2 separate regions of the Macaca mulatta genome follow, and region 1 is linked to region 2. The links are chromatin contacts, called in public Hi-C maps. All regions are on one chromosome and are shown on one strand. Each heading gives the region's core, a stretch centred on a gene start, on an enhancer-like site or on the middle of the called end of the contact. The rest is flanking DNA. Distances are from core to core; before and after follow the strand shown. Region 1 overlaps XYLT1 (xylosyltransferase 1). Region 2 holds the start of XYLT1 (xylosyltransferase 1).

What was found. Hi-C and Micro-C count contacts between places; a contact is called where the count stands out from the background.
Region 1: a Hi-C map of fetal cortex germinal zone shows a contact between it and region 2, with 2.7 times the contacts expected there. The contact joins the enhancer-like site here to the promoter of XYLT1 in region 2. A contact is called at or near these places in 3 of 14 Hi-C or Micro-C datasets (blood, cortical neurons and fetal cortex germinal zone).

The regions. Positions count from the first base shown.
Region 1 is chr20:18,155,917-18,162,430 of T2T-MMU8v2.0, reverse strand. The region is part of intron 2 of XYLT1 (xylosyltransferase 1); the gene reads right to left. Among named protein-coding and RNA genes, the nearest start is that of XYLT1, 200 kb to the right of the region's middle. Within about 2 kb of position 3,005, at least 3 of the 40 cell types and tissues checked have an H3K27ac peak or open chromatin away from gene starts, as enhancers often do. A contact at or near this core is called in fetal cortex germinal zone, where this site is marked.
Region 2 is chr20:17,950,366-17,957,063 of T2T-MMU8v2.0, reverse strand. It overlaps XYLT1 (xylosyltransferase 1), which reads right to left and starts at 2,596. Exons shown (of 12, transcript XM_015125707.3): 1 at 2,042-2,596. The coding sequence starts at 2,407.

The DNA.
Region 1 (6,514 bases), core at 1,756-4,255, 200 kb before region 2:
GGTGTGAGCCACCGTGCCCAGCTCATTTTTTTATTTACTATTTAAACACTTTATTTAACTATGCAACTATAGTCAACAATATAGTACTATATGCAACATATAGCAAATTGTATATTGTTGCATGCACTACTACATTGTTGACTACAGTACTGCACAGCAGATCTCTATGGTTTCTTTATTGTGCATGCATGATTGAGACGTTATGCCCGTCCATCAGCAACTCCCCATTCTCCTCCCCAATCCCCCAACCCCTGGCAACCACCATTTCACTCTCTAGTTCCAGGATTCTGACTATTTTCGATAGCTGATAGAAGCGGAATAAATACACGTGCTATCTGTCCTTCTGTGACTGGTTTATTTCAGTTAGCATAATGTCCTCAGAGTTCATCCATGTTGCCGCATGTTGTAGGATGTTCTTCTTTTTGAAGGCTAATATCCATTGTATGTACATGCCACATTTTCTTTATCCAGCCATCCAAGGATGGATGCGACATATCACTTCATGTTCCCCCTAACTCTTCATCTGACTGCCAAGAGGTAAACAGATTTTGGCTTTTCTGTCCTTTCTGTGGAGACTCAAGATCCAGAAAGCCAAACCCAGGATCCCTTCCCTTTACAAAACCAATCTTGGGAGATCTCCAGGCAGACCCATAGAAAACAACCATCATATGGCCAGCACCAAAGCGGCCCATGATCTGTGTCCTTTGAATCTTCTCGAAAACTCTTCGAAGCAGACAGTATTAGTCCTCCTTAAGGGGAGGAGACTAACACAGAGAGAGGTTAAATGACTTGACCGAGTCCATGCTGCTAGTAATGAAGTGACTCAAACTCTCTGTGTCTCTCTTTCCTCATTTAAAACACTGGGATGATAACCCCTTGGTATCCATGGAGATGATAATACTACTCACCTCAGGCCAGGCACGGTGGCTCATGCCTGTAATCCCAGCACTTTGAGAGGCTGAGGTGGTCAGATCATGAGGTCAGGAGATCGAGACCATCCTGGCTAACACTGTGAAACCCCGCCTCTACTAAAAATACAAAAAATCAGCCGGGCGTGGTGGTGGGCGCCTGTAGTCCCAGCTACTCAGGAGGCTAAGGCAGGAGAATTGCTTGAACCCAGGAGGCGAAGACTGTAGTGAGCCGAGATCGTGCCACTGCACTGCAGCCTGGGTGACAGAGCGAGACTCTGTCTCAAAACAAACCAACAAACAGTGCCTCACCTCTTGGGTAATTCAATGAGGAAGAGTGTATGTAAAACTACTAGAACATGTGCACCACACAAAGCCGGAAGAAGAATGAGCAGCAAACCAGACTGGGTATCTCTACCAATTAACACTCTCTCTCCCCTGACAGTCTCCGCCTAGAGGACAGATTGGTTATTATTTCTCAACTGTGATCAACTGGCGTCATCTTCTCTACTCTTAATCAATCCAACTCTCTCACCTTGAGTTGTTTATGCCAATGCAACCCTTTGACTTACTTTATTTTAATGTACTTATTACAATGATTGCACATTCAAATGTTTGCGTGCAAGCTCCAAAACTCTAATTGCTCTGCTGTTGCCTTACCTCTAAGCTGCTGCTAGAATCCATTTTTATTCTGGAGAAATAATTAAATGCAATAACGTCCTCCGTTTCCATTCAACCTTGGGCATGTTTAGAGCCAATTTCAATCAGGTAGAAATATGCTAAACAATATGGCTCCGAGAGGCAGGTTACCTGACCCACGCTGCTATTGCAAAGACACGTGGGTCTGTTTCCATTTTTCCCAGGTTCTCTTGGTTCAGGATGAATCTATACTTAGTCTACTGAATCCTGGCTCCTTGCTCCCATTTCTGAGGGGTGGGGGTGGGTTGTTGTGATTTTTAAACTATCCACTTAGAGATAAACCTTTGCTCTTATTGTTTATGTAGAAAGAGCACCAGGCAGGGATGGGGAAGACCTGGGTACTAGTATTGCATTAGCTGGTGTCCAATTTTCTTATCTGTAAAATGATGTGTCCCGAATGTGTGTTACTAACCATTCTGAGTTAGTCATTAATCAATGTATGCAATGAACAAATTCTGCCCCTTCAGCTCATTAAAAAAACAGTCCGATGGACCTTAAGAGACCAGGAACTGAGGAAAAGACGGACGCGCCAAAGGATATCCCGTCTCCTCCCAGCCCTATCCCTCCATCATCGTCTATAGTAGCACACTGAGATTCAGAGGTCTGGATTCAGGAAGAAGTGAGCTTGACTCCTCCCTTTTTCATTTGCTGGGGTTCTTCAAGCTGGGACAGAACATTTCTCCTCTCTTTGCCTCAGTTTCCTCATCCATCCCAAGGAGCCGAAGATGGCACTTGCCTCCCAGGGACTGAATTGATCAAGCATAGAAGATAATGCCTGACATGTGCTAAGTGCTTAAGAAACATGTATGTCTTAGGTTCCATTCCAAGCCTGTTGCATGCACTGACTCATCTCCATGATGAGCTGATAAAGAAGATGCTATATTTTCTACCCATTTTTCAGATTGGAACATTAAGGTACAAGGAGGTTAAGTGACTAAATCCACACACCTAGGAAACAGAGGAGCCAGGATTTGAGCCCAGGCTGCCTAGGTCCAGAGGTCATGCCTTTCAATACCCCACCTGCCTCTCCACAGCGATTAGGAATAGGGACAGGGCCAAAGGGAAACCCCAGCCAGGTGCACTGCTCAGACATGAGGGCGTCCGTCCCACCCGCTCATCGTGACCAGTTTACGGCTTCCTTTTGTGCCATGTGCACGCACAGCTGGCTGGGTAGTTGTTTGCTGTTGAACTCAGTGTCCGAGGCTTCGTTCCAATCACCAAGGCTACCAAGGCCACTGGGAGGGACAAACGGGGAGAGATCCGCACCTGCTTCCAAAAAGACCTCCGTGCCAGGGTAGGCAAATGGTGGAAGCGCAGCGTGCGTGGCTGTACCAATTAGGACATGCAATTACCCAGGCTGCCAATGCAAATAGACCTAACAGAGGCCCCTTGCCCAGCTCATTTGCATGCACAAAAGGTGGCTGGGCTGGCCAGCACTTAGAAACCCGTGGACGACGCTGGACACGGGCAGGCCCTGCTGTAACAGAACCCTAAGTAAAAAGCCCTTTGCAATGTAGCATCATGTTAACGGGATGCAAAACACAGGACAGGCTGAGATGGGAAGGAGGGAGACTGATAGGGCTGAGTTGGAATCTGGTCTCTGCTTCTTAACTCTGAGATGGAGGACAAGAGATTTAACCTCTCAGAGCCTCATTTTTCTCACCTACAAAAGAAGGGGGTAAGGAGACCTACTTTGCAAAGGTAAGGTGGGGATTAACTAATATGTCACACACATAGAATGCTATTTAACAAAACAACATTGGGTGAGAGGCTTGAGGTATGTTAAGCACTCAAATGGCAGCAGGATGATATTTCAAGCTAGCGCCTTGTCACCTGATGAGCAGGTCTGAGTCTTTTTGGAGAGGCAGGGTGTTGAGGCACAGTGGGTTGAAATCTGGACCCCGCCCTTTGCTCACTGTATGACCTGGGGCACAGTGCCTAACTTTGTCTGCCTCAGTTTCCTTCCCTGTAAAATGGGGACAATAATGCGTACCCAACCTAATCAGGCTGTCATGAGAATTAAAATCAACACATGTAAAAACACTTAGTTTAATATCTAGAACTTAATAAATATTAGGTATAATTTCTTAAAATAGAATTAATGCTTGCGATGGTGATTTAGTAAAGTGGTTCTTAAAGTGTGGTCTGGGAACTGTTGGGGGTCCCTGAGGCCTTCTCAGGGGATCTTTAATGACAAACTATTTTCACCATAATATAAAGACGCTATTTTCCTTTCTTGTTTACTCTCTTATGAGTATACAGTGGAGCTTTCCAGAGGCTACATAACACGTGATACTGCAACAGAAATCAGAAGCAAATGTGAGAATCTAGCTGTCTTCTATTAAGCCAGGTGTTACAGAGATTTGTGAAAAATGTAAAACGGTGCCTCTCTTCTCCCTAAATGTGTTTTTGTTGGGGAAAATATGCATATTTTTCATAGATATATTTTATATACACAAGTAATAGGTACTATGACTGTTTTTAAGTGAATTAATAAACATTTTAAGAATGCCTTAGTTTAAAAGTTACTGTATAGAAAACATTTGATAGAACCTACCTAAACCAAAGCTCTCTGGGGATCCTCAATAACATTTGAGAGTATTAGGCAATCCTGAGACCAAGTTTGAAAACTGCTGACATAATACATAGGCACAATCAGAAATATCTACTGATTATTAAAATTAAAAGTTTAGGATTCTTACTATGCAGCCATAAAAAAGGATGGGTTCATGTCCTTTGTAGGGACACGGATGCAGCTGGAAACCATCATTGTCAGCAAACTATCGCAAGAACAGAAAACCAAACACCGTGTGTTCTCACTCATAGGCGGGAATTGAACAATGAGATCACTTGGACACAGGAAGGGGAACATCACACACTGGGGCCTGCTGTGGGGTGGGGGAATGGGGGAGGGATAGGATTAGGAGATATACCTAATGTAAATGACGAGTTAATGGGTGCAGCACACCAACATGGCACATGTATACATATGTAACAAACCTGCACGTTGTGCGCATGTACCCTAGAACATAAAGCATAATAAAAATAAATAAATACATAAATAAATAAAAAAGAAATCAAAGTAATAAAGGGCACCTACAAATGTTAAGCATAAAAAAAAGACTTAAAAAATAAATTTAAAAAAAAGTTCAGGATTCTTTTATGTTGGCTGTTTTGCTATATGCCAAGCCTTTAGATTTGTATTTTACTTCCATACACAATACACACACACACAGAATAGATAGAAATTGAAGTTGAGTGACAAGTACTTTTTTTTTTTTTTTGAGATGGAGTTTTGCTCTTTGTCGCCCAGGCTGGAGTGCAGTGGCACAATCTTGGCTCACTGCAACCTTTGCCTCCCGGGTTCAAGCCATTCTCCTGTCTCAGCTTTCCAAGTAGCTAGGATTACAGGTGCCTACCATGATGTCCAACTAATTTTTGTATTTTTAGTATAGACAGGGTTTCACCATGTTGGCCAGGCTGGTCTCAAACTCCTGACCTCAGGTGATCCACTCACCTTGGCCTCCCAAAGTGCTGGGATTACAGGCGTGAGCCACTGTGCCCGGCCAATAAATATTTTTATATAGAGAGAGGAACCCAGGCCACTCAAGTCCTGAATCACCCTCAGGGAGGAAGAATGACCTGCTGTCAAGAGTGGGTCCTTGATCAAACTATAGCCAGCCTCCTCTGCCCCCTTTTTCTTTTCTTTTCTTTCTTTCTTTTTTTTTTTTTGAGATGGAGTCTCGCTCTGTCGCCCAGGCTGGAGGGCAGTGACCAGATCTCAGCTCACTGCAAGCTCCGCCTCCCGGGTTTACGCCATTCTCCTGCCTCAGCCTCCCGAGTAGCTGGGACTACAGGCGCCCGCCACTGCGCCCGGCTAGTTTTTTGTACTTTTTAGTAGAGACAGGGTTTCACCATGTTAGCCAGGATGGTCTCGATCTCCTGACCTCATGATCCGCCCGTCTCAGCCTCCCAAAGTGCACCCGGCCCCTCTGCCCCCTTTTTCTACTGGGCCTCAACCTTTACCTATAAAGATTTGAGTGAAACACTAACATCGTTTTTCTTTTTCTATTTATTTATTTATTTATTTTTGAGACAGGGTCTCATTTTGTTCCCCTGGCTGGAGTACAGTGATGTGATCACGGCTCACTGCAGCCTTAACCTCCTGAGCCCAAGCGATCCTCCTGCCTCAGCCTCCCGAGTAGCTGGGACTACACAGGCTTTCACCACTATACCCAGCTTTTTAATTTTTTGTAGAGACAGGACCTTGCTATGTTGCCCAGGCTGGTCTCAAACTCCTGGGCTCAGGCAATCCTTGGCTTCCTAAAGTGCTGAGATTACAAGTGTGAGCTACCAAGCCTGGCCTGAAACACTAACATAGTTTCTAACAGCTCAAGGCCCCATCCCTGGGATGACCCCAGCTCCTGCTTAAAGGGACTGCTTTAGAAAACACAAGGCTGCCAAAATAATTTACTGTTTGTTCCAGCTAACACCTCTAGACAGGGCATCATCTCCCAGCCTCTATAAGAGAGCAGGAGCCAAATTTCATAAACAGCAGTTAGCAAACCCATTTGGGTCTCACATAGACCAACCCTCCCTTCCTGCGTTTGTTAATTCTTCACTTCCCTGACTCCACTGAGCTCATCTCCCTTCCCTCCCTCCTTCTCCTATTATTATTATTAATTAATTTATTTATTTATTTATTTATTTTTTTGAGATGGAGTCTCCCTCTGTTGCCCAGATGGAGTGCAATGGCACGATCTCTGCTCACTGCAACGTCCGTCTCCCAGGTTCAGGCAATTCTCCTGCCTCAGCCTTCTGAGTAGCTGGGATTACAGGCATGCGCCACAACGCCCAGTTAATTTTTTTCTTTTTTTTTTTTTTGTATTTTTAGTAGAGATGGGGTT
Region 2 (6,698 bases), core at 1,347-3,846:
AAAAATACATAAATGTCTACCTTGGAAGGTAAAGAAATCGACACTAGGACATGCAGGTTTGGGGAGAGTAACTGAACTTGCAGTTGGAAACGGAGTTTCAGAAAAGCAAAGCAACTCCGCTGCTGGAACTGAAATTCCAAAAGGAAGTAAAAAGGAAAATAGTGTGTTCCCACCTACCTCCCCAACCGCAGATCTCTCAGAGGCTGAGCTGGGTGTGAGAGAGTAAAACACTGAGCCGAACACACAGACAGGCTGGGGATGGATGCTCACAATGCCGGGACCTTATGAAGAAATCAGCTAGCCTTGCCTCCTTCCTTTTCTTCATTTGTTTCAACAGGTGCTGTATGCATCCTAAAGGTACCTCCTGAACCGACTCTGAATCCCAGATGCAAAGCCCCAGGCTTCCCCCACCACATCTCCCCTACACCTTCCTACACTGGACCAGCAGGACATGCCCCACAACCCTCCCACCGCACCTCCTGGGCTCTGGATGCACAAAGATCTTCTAACTGCATTTCAGCCAGAACCCATCCCTATCAACTCCAGGAGTTCAAAGGCAGTGTTTCAGAGTACCCCTCTCTGTAAGGAAGAGATCACAGGACACTAGGAATGTTCTGGTTCTCCATCAGGCAGCTCTGGCCACTATCCTCCCCGCAAACGAGGGAAATACTTCTCCCCGCTACCCACACGGCAACATGAAATGCCATCACTTCACGTCTTGGGACTGCCTCAGCTCGCAGGCAGGAAGAGCTGCACTCCGGCAGAGAGGGTCGCACAGACTCCGAAGAAGTTTAGCAGCTCACAAAGCATCACGCTGTGTACGAAGGCAGTCTTCAGTGAGGACTTCCAAAGTGACAAATGATAGAGCTATGCATTCAGTCCTCAGGATCCTGAAACCATCCCCCCTGGTGTCTAATACCCTTTAGCAGCTAGGCAAACCCTTGCAGACAAGTAGTGTGCCGAATAAAGAGACAGACACACAACATATTGGCTATGCCCTAAGGCAGAACTCACGCCCCTGGGAAACTAAGACCTTGGCTCTGAACTGAGGACTCCGGCCTCCCGCCCCAGGTGCTCCTAGTTCAGCAGGCTGGGCAAGGCAGCCCAGAGAAGGTGGGAAAGGTATCCCTGGAGAAGTTGGGGACAGGGTAGGAAGACAACTCAGTTCCCCACCCAGCCACCCAGACGGCCCCAGATCTGCGGAAGAAACAGTTTCAGAGCCCTGACTGTTCACACCCACGGAGGGCAAAGTAATCCCATAGGAGTAGAAGCCCTGACGGTGTGGTCGGACACACAGCTGGTGACCCGAACCGGCCGCAACAAGACAGAGAGACAGAGACAACCAGCTAGGAGAAGGAGCCATGCCCTGAAACTGGAGATGGGGAGGAGATAAAGTCAGAGAGGGCACGGAAGACGGCAAGGTTAGAGACAGAGAAGGTGAACACGGAAGGCTCAAACATCCAGAGAGGAGAAACAGAACACCCAAAGTAAGACCAGACACCCCGGACTGAGTATTGATTCAGGGGCATGGTCAGGGACTTGGGACGCCCAGCTCAGCCCTCGTCGCAGGCCAGGACGAACAGAGGGCTCATCTGTCTGCATCCAGCTCGGCAAAAACCAAAGAGATGCTGCTGCGACAACCGCCCAGGATCAGCGGCTGAGGATCCGGCGCGATCCACTCACTCAGACAAGGGAGCGAGGCACCAAGACCCACACGCACGGAGCAAGTCAGCTGGGGTCCCCAGCAAGAGTGTTGGGGAACAGGAACCCAGCCAGGCTCCGGTAACCCCCAAAGCGCCCCCACTGGAAATAACTTCCCCCAGACCCCAAAGGGTCCGTGTTCAGACTCTGAAAGGGGCAGCCCACGACCCCTGAGCCTTGGCAGGGACCCCACCCGACAGCCCCGGGCAAGAGGCGATGTGGAGTCGGTAGGCTTGCAGAGTCCCAGTCTGATGACCGGGTTCAAGGGCTAGGGGGGCGCGGGGTCGGGCTGCCTTCTACCCTCCCTCGCCGCGGGGCGCGAGCCGAAAGGGCATCTTACCATACCCCGGGCGGGCAGTGCCCCCCGGCTGGCCAGCTGCTGTGCCCGGGGTTCTCCGGGGCCGCCTCCCCGCGCCCGCGCCAGGGGCCCCCGTCCTCCTCCTCCGCCGCCGCCGCCTCCTCCTCCTCCTCCTCGGGCTGCAGCCGGCTCGGCGGGCAGGTCCCGGCGCTCCCGGCGCGGGGCCGGGGCCGGGGGAGGCTGCTCTCCGCCGCCGGCCGCTGCGCCCCCGCGGCGCTCCCCGGCCCCGGAGTCGAGGCTGCTGAAATTCCACACGACCAGCGTCTGCAGCAGCAGCACCGTGAGCGCCGCGAGCAGCGCCGAGTGCGAGCGCCGGGCCAGCCTCCGGGCGCACGGCGCCGCCACCATCTTCGGAGCGCGGCGGGCGAGCGGGGCGCGGGGACCCCGGCGCGCTCCGGTCCGCCCCCGCGCTCCCCGCGGCTCCCGCGGCCGCCGACTGCCGCTCGGGCTCCCGCTCCGGCCGCCGCCGCCGCCTCGGCTCGCCGCTGCTCCTCCTCCGCCGCCGCCGCTGCTGCCGCCGCCGCCGCCGCCGCCGCCTCCACCGCCGCGGCGCGGAGTTTTCAGACGGGCAGGGACCCGGACGTCACCAGGAGGAGGAGAAGGCGGGGAGGCGGGAGCGGGGAGGCCGCGGAGGGGGGCGCCGGGCACGCGCTCGGAGACTGGGCGCGCAGGGAGGGGCAGGCGCCTAGCCCGCGCGGCGCCCCCTCCCCACACCCCTGTCCCCGCTGGAGGGGAGGGTGATGGGGAAGGGGCCGGGGAAACGCGGGCCGGGGCGGAGAGGGCGGGGCCTGGGGGCGGAGCCGAGAGAGGAAAAGGAGGAGGGATAGGAAGGGGGTGGGGGCGATCAGAGAAGACAGACACCCCTCAGGACGAAGTGGGAGTAGGATGGGGGGCGAGGGGGACAATTCCCAAGGCGGAAGAAGAGAGGCGCGGCAGCAAAACAGGGGAGCTTTGGTTGAGGGTGGGCCCGCTCAGAATCTAGGGGAGGTCAGGAAGAGAGGGGGTCCCGAGGTCCTGTTTTCCATGTGGGCCGATGGCAGGAGGCAGTGCGTAGAGGAAGCTCCTGGCCCCGGAGTTCGTGGTCCAGGGATCTTCTGTCGATACCAGACCGGTTGGCAGGTGGACACGTGAGAAACATTTCAGGAGTGTCAGAGCCAAAGTCTGATCCCTTCATCCTGGGCTTGAAGGGGTGGGGAGGAGGCTTTGGGTGAGTTTCTGGAGTTAATCAGCACAAGCTCCGTGAGTGACTCTTGAATCACACACAATCCCCGGTGCCAACGATGTACTAAGCGTTCACTGAGTCACTTCTCTGGTCCCTGAGGACTCACAAGCCAAAAGACTCCAAACCCGGTTGGCAAGTGGTTTAGCGGCAAAAGGGAGACCCGTGGAGTTACTCAACCTTCGCAAGATGCAAGCCCCCAAAAATGGCCCCAGAGCCTCCCAGCATGTCCTTTTCCCCATCCATACTGAACTCCGCCTTCCTGTCTGCACAGGGCCCAGGTCCTGGGGAAACAGGTCTTGCTTTTGAAAGGGAAATTATTTCCCATCCAGACTGGTCTGTCCCAGTGACCTTGAGCCAGGAGGAGGAGGACTCCTCCCTGGCCCCAGGCTTTCTCCTCTGTGGATGGGGGTTTAGGCAGAAGGATCCCAATGGACTCAAATTTCATCCCGAGCCTTCTCTGACTCAGTCTTTCCAGTTTTTCCCTCCCTTGTCCTCTTGCCCAGGGCTTTATACACAGCAGCGCAGAACAGTGAGCATATGGGATGGAGCGGGTGTCCCATACGGGACCTAGCACTCTGGGAATACAACAGCAGATCAAATCCTCAGTTTGTGAATCGAGGACTTGGCGTGAATACTTAGCATCTTGTCTGCTGTGCTTTTTCACCTCATCCTAATTTACAAAGGGAAAGAAAGTGGAGTATAATGAAGGCTCATCAGACAATGAGGCAGGGAGTGGAAAGAGATTGTTTCATCCATTCCACAAGCACCCGTGTATACAAAGCTTGTGTCAGACACTGGGCCAGGTGCAGGCATCCAAAGGTGAATGAGGTTTAATCTCATCTTCAGCAAGCTTGAGGTCTAGAGAACCCTGATGTAGATGTTAATAAAATATAGTGAGATAGGCCTAGCCACCGTGGCTCATGCCTGTAATCCCAGCACTTCGGGAGGCCGAGACAGGAGGATCACCTGAGGTCAGAAGTTGGAGATCAGCCTTGCCAACATGGCGAAAACCCGTCTCTACTAAAAGTACAAAAATTAGCTGGGTGTGGTGACACACACCCTGATCCCAGCTACTTGGGAGGTTGAGGCAGGAGAATCACTTGAATCTGGGAAGCAGAGGCTACAGTGAGCTGAGATCGCACCACTGCACTCCAGCCTGGGTGACAGAGCAAGACTCCATCTAAAAAAAAAAAAAATATATATATATATATATAAATAAATAAATAAATATATAGTGAGATAAGCATTGCTATAGAGATGTGCAAAAATGCTAAGGGTTCATGAGGGCAAGACGGGAGTAAGCACCAAGAAAATGCTTTCTGAACCCACGTAATTAACCAACCCACTTGCCTGAACAAGGGAAGTATAAAATTTCTGCTAGTGGGGGTTCTGAACTCCAAACCAGTCAGCCTTAGTTATACCTAAAGCTTAGCCAGGCATGTAGCCAGGCATACAGGCCTTCCCTTTGGGTCCAGCACCCCTAACCAGGAGCAAAAGACCAGAGGCAAGTTTCTAGGGCCACCAGTCATCTGTTTATCAGTTGGGGATATTTTGTTTACAAGTGATAACATCTATTACTAAGCCTTTTTTTTTTTTTTTTTTTTTTTTTGGACACAGTCTCACTCCATTGCCCAGGCTGGAGTGCAATGGTGTGATCTCCGCTCACTTCAACCTCTGCCTCTTGGGTTCAAGTGATTCTCATGCCTCAGCCTCCTGAGTAGCTGGGATTACAGGCACGTGCCACCACACCCAGCTAATTTTTGTGTTTTTAATAGAGGCGAGGTTTCACCATGTTGGCCAGGGTGATCTCAAACTCCTGACCTCAAGCAATCTGCCTGCCTCAGCCTCCCAAAGTGCTGGGATTACAGGCATCAGCCACTGCACGCAGCCCTGTCTGTCTTAAAAATAGACTTTACTGGATCATGTACCTGAACATTGCAGAGGAAAGGCTTCAGGTGAAGTTTGATCCAGAAACTCAGAACTATCACCTGGGATTCCTTTTCTTTCCTTCTCTCCTCTCTGCTTTCCATGGAGTCTACCTTATTCTCTCTTGATGTCACATGATGCCTGGCCTCAGCGGCTGAGACCACTTTGTATCCTGTATTCATCTGTAGCCCAGGGAAAGAAGGATCAGTATTTCCCAGGATTTTCCTCAAAGGTTCAGAGATTTTTTTTTCTGATTAGACCAGCCTTAAGTTCTGGGTCACTCCAAGACTAATCAATGTGGCCAGGGAATTAGAAAATGCGGGTCAACTTGGCCAAGATCCCATATTTCGCCTCTGCCATTGGGGTGAAGCCAGCCTCCCTGCAACAACTTGGCTGCCCTATAGAGACCAGGGTCTGATGAGAAGGAAGAAGTGGGTGCAGGGAACAGATTCCATCATTTATTCCACACAGCCTCCTCGAGGCTACATGACCTTGGCCAAGTCACCTCCCCTCCCAGGGCTTAGATTTCTTTAGTGCCAAATGAGGGGTTAGAGGAGACAGCCCCCAAGATTTGACATGTTGCCACAACGCTTAGTGTCTAAGCAGAGCTTCTCAACCCAGCAGAGCCTGCTCTGGTGACTCTTGGCAACCCTGCCCTCTCGCTCATCTTTGCTTCAAGGTCTCTGGCCGCATTTTCCCCTTTAGCAGCAATGATGTTATCTGCTTCCTCCACACGGCACGTTTAACCACAGTCCTTTGGGGCCCACCCTCTGGCTCCGCTCCCTCAGGGGCCGTGGGCTTAAGGAGTGAGGTTAAGGATCTGGGCTCCAAGTCCCTGGGGAAAGAGAGTGGTTTGTTTATCTCAGACTCATAAAAAGCCACGCAAGAAAGAGGTCTAAAAGCTCCAGGCGGGTTATGGATGCCATAAACAGCTTATGTGATGGTTTTAGGATGAAAAATCACCCGAGATTGGAGAACAGGAAGGCAAGCTTCTGGGGTCACTGGGGCTGTCTTCCTGCACCTCAAGAATCTTTGGGTAAGGAGGTGAGGCAAAGCTGAGATCAGAACAGCAGATGGCTTGGAGTGGGAGAAGGGCGTGAATGTTGACGAATCTGAAATGCACATACATCTCAGTACCTGGGGCGCAGTTGGTTTGGGCACTGCCAGAACCCTCGGGAGCAGGGGCCGGGCATCATGTCTTCTAAGCCAAACTGAGCAAAAGTAGCCACTTTGCATTCGAAGCGGCCCTGCCTTTGGCTTCCCCTGTGGTGTAAAAGCGAGACAGGCAGAGCTTGATGTATAAGACAGAGCCGAAAGCACCGCCTGAGACGCCAGCGGCAGCCCTAGCAACAGCAGTGAGATTCCTTAGAATTTTTAAAGCTCATTCAGTCATTCAACAAAGATGTATTGGACCCTATTATGTGCCAGGCATCATGCTAGGCAAGCAAAATATAGGCGTGTAGAAGATTCCCTAAGGAACTCTGCTCTTAA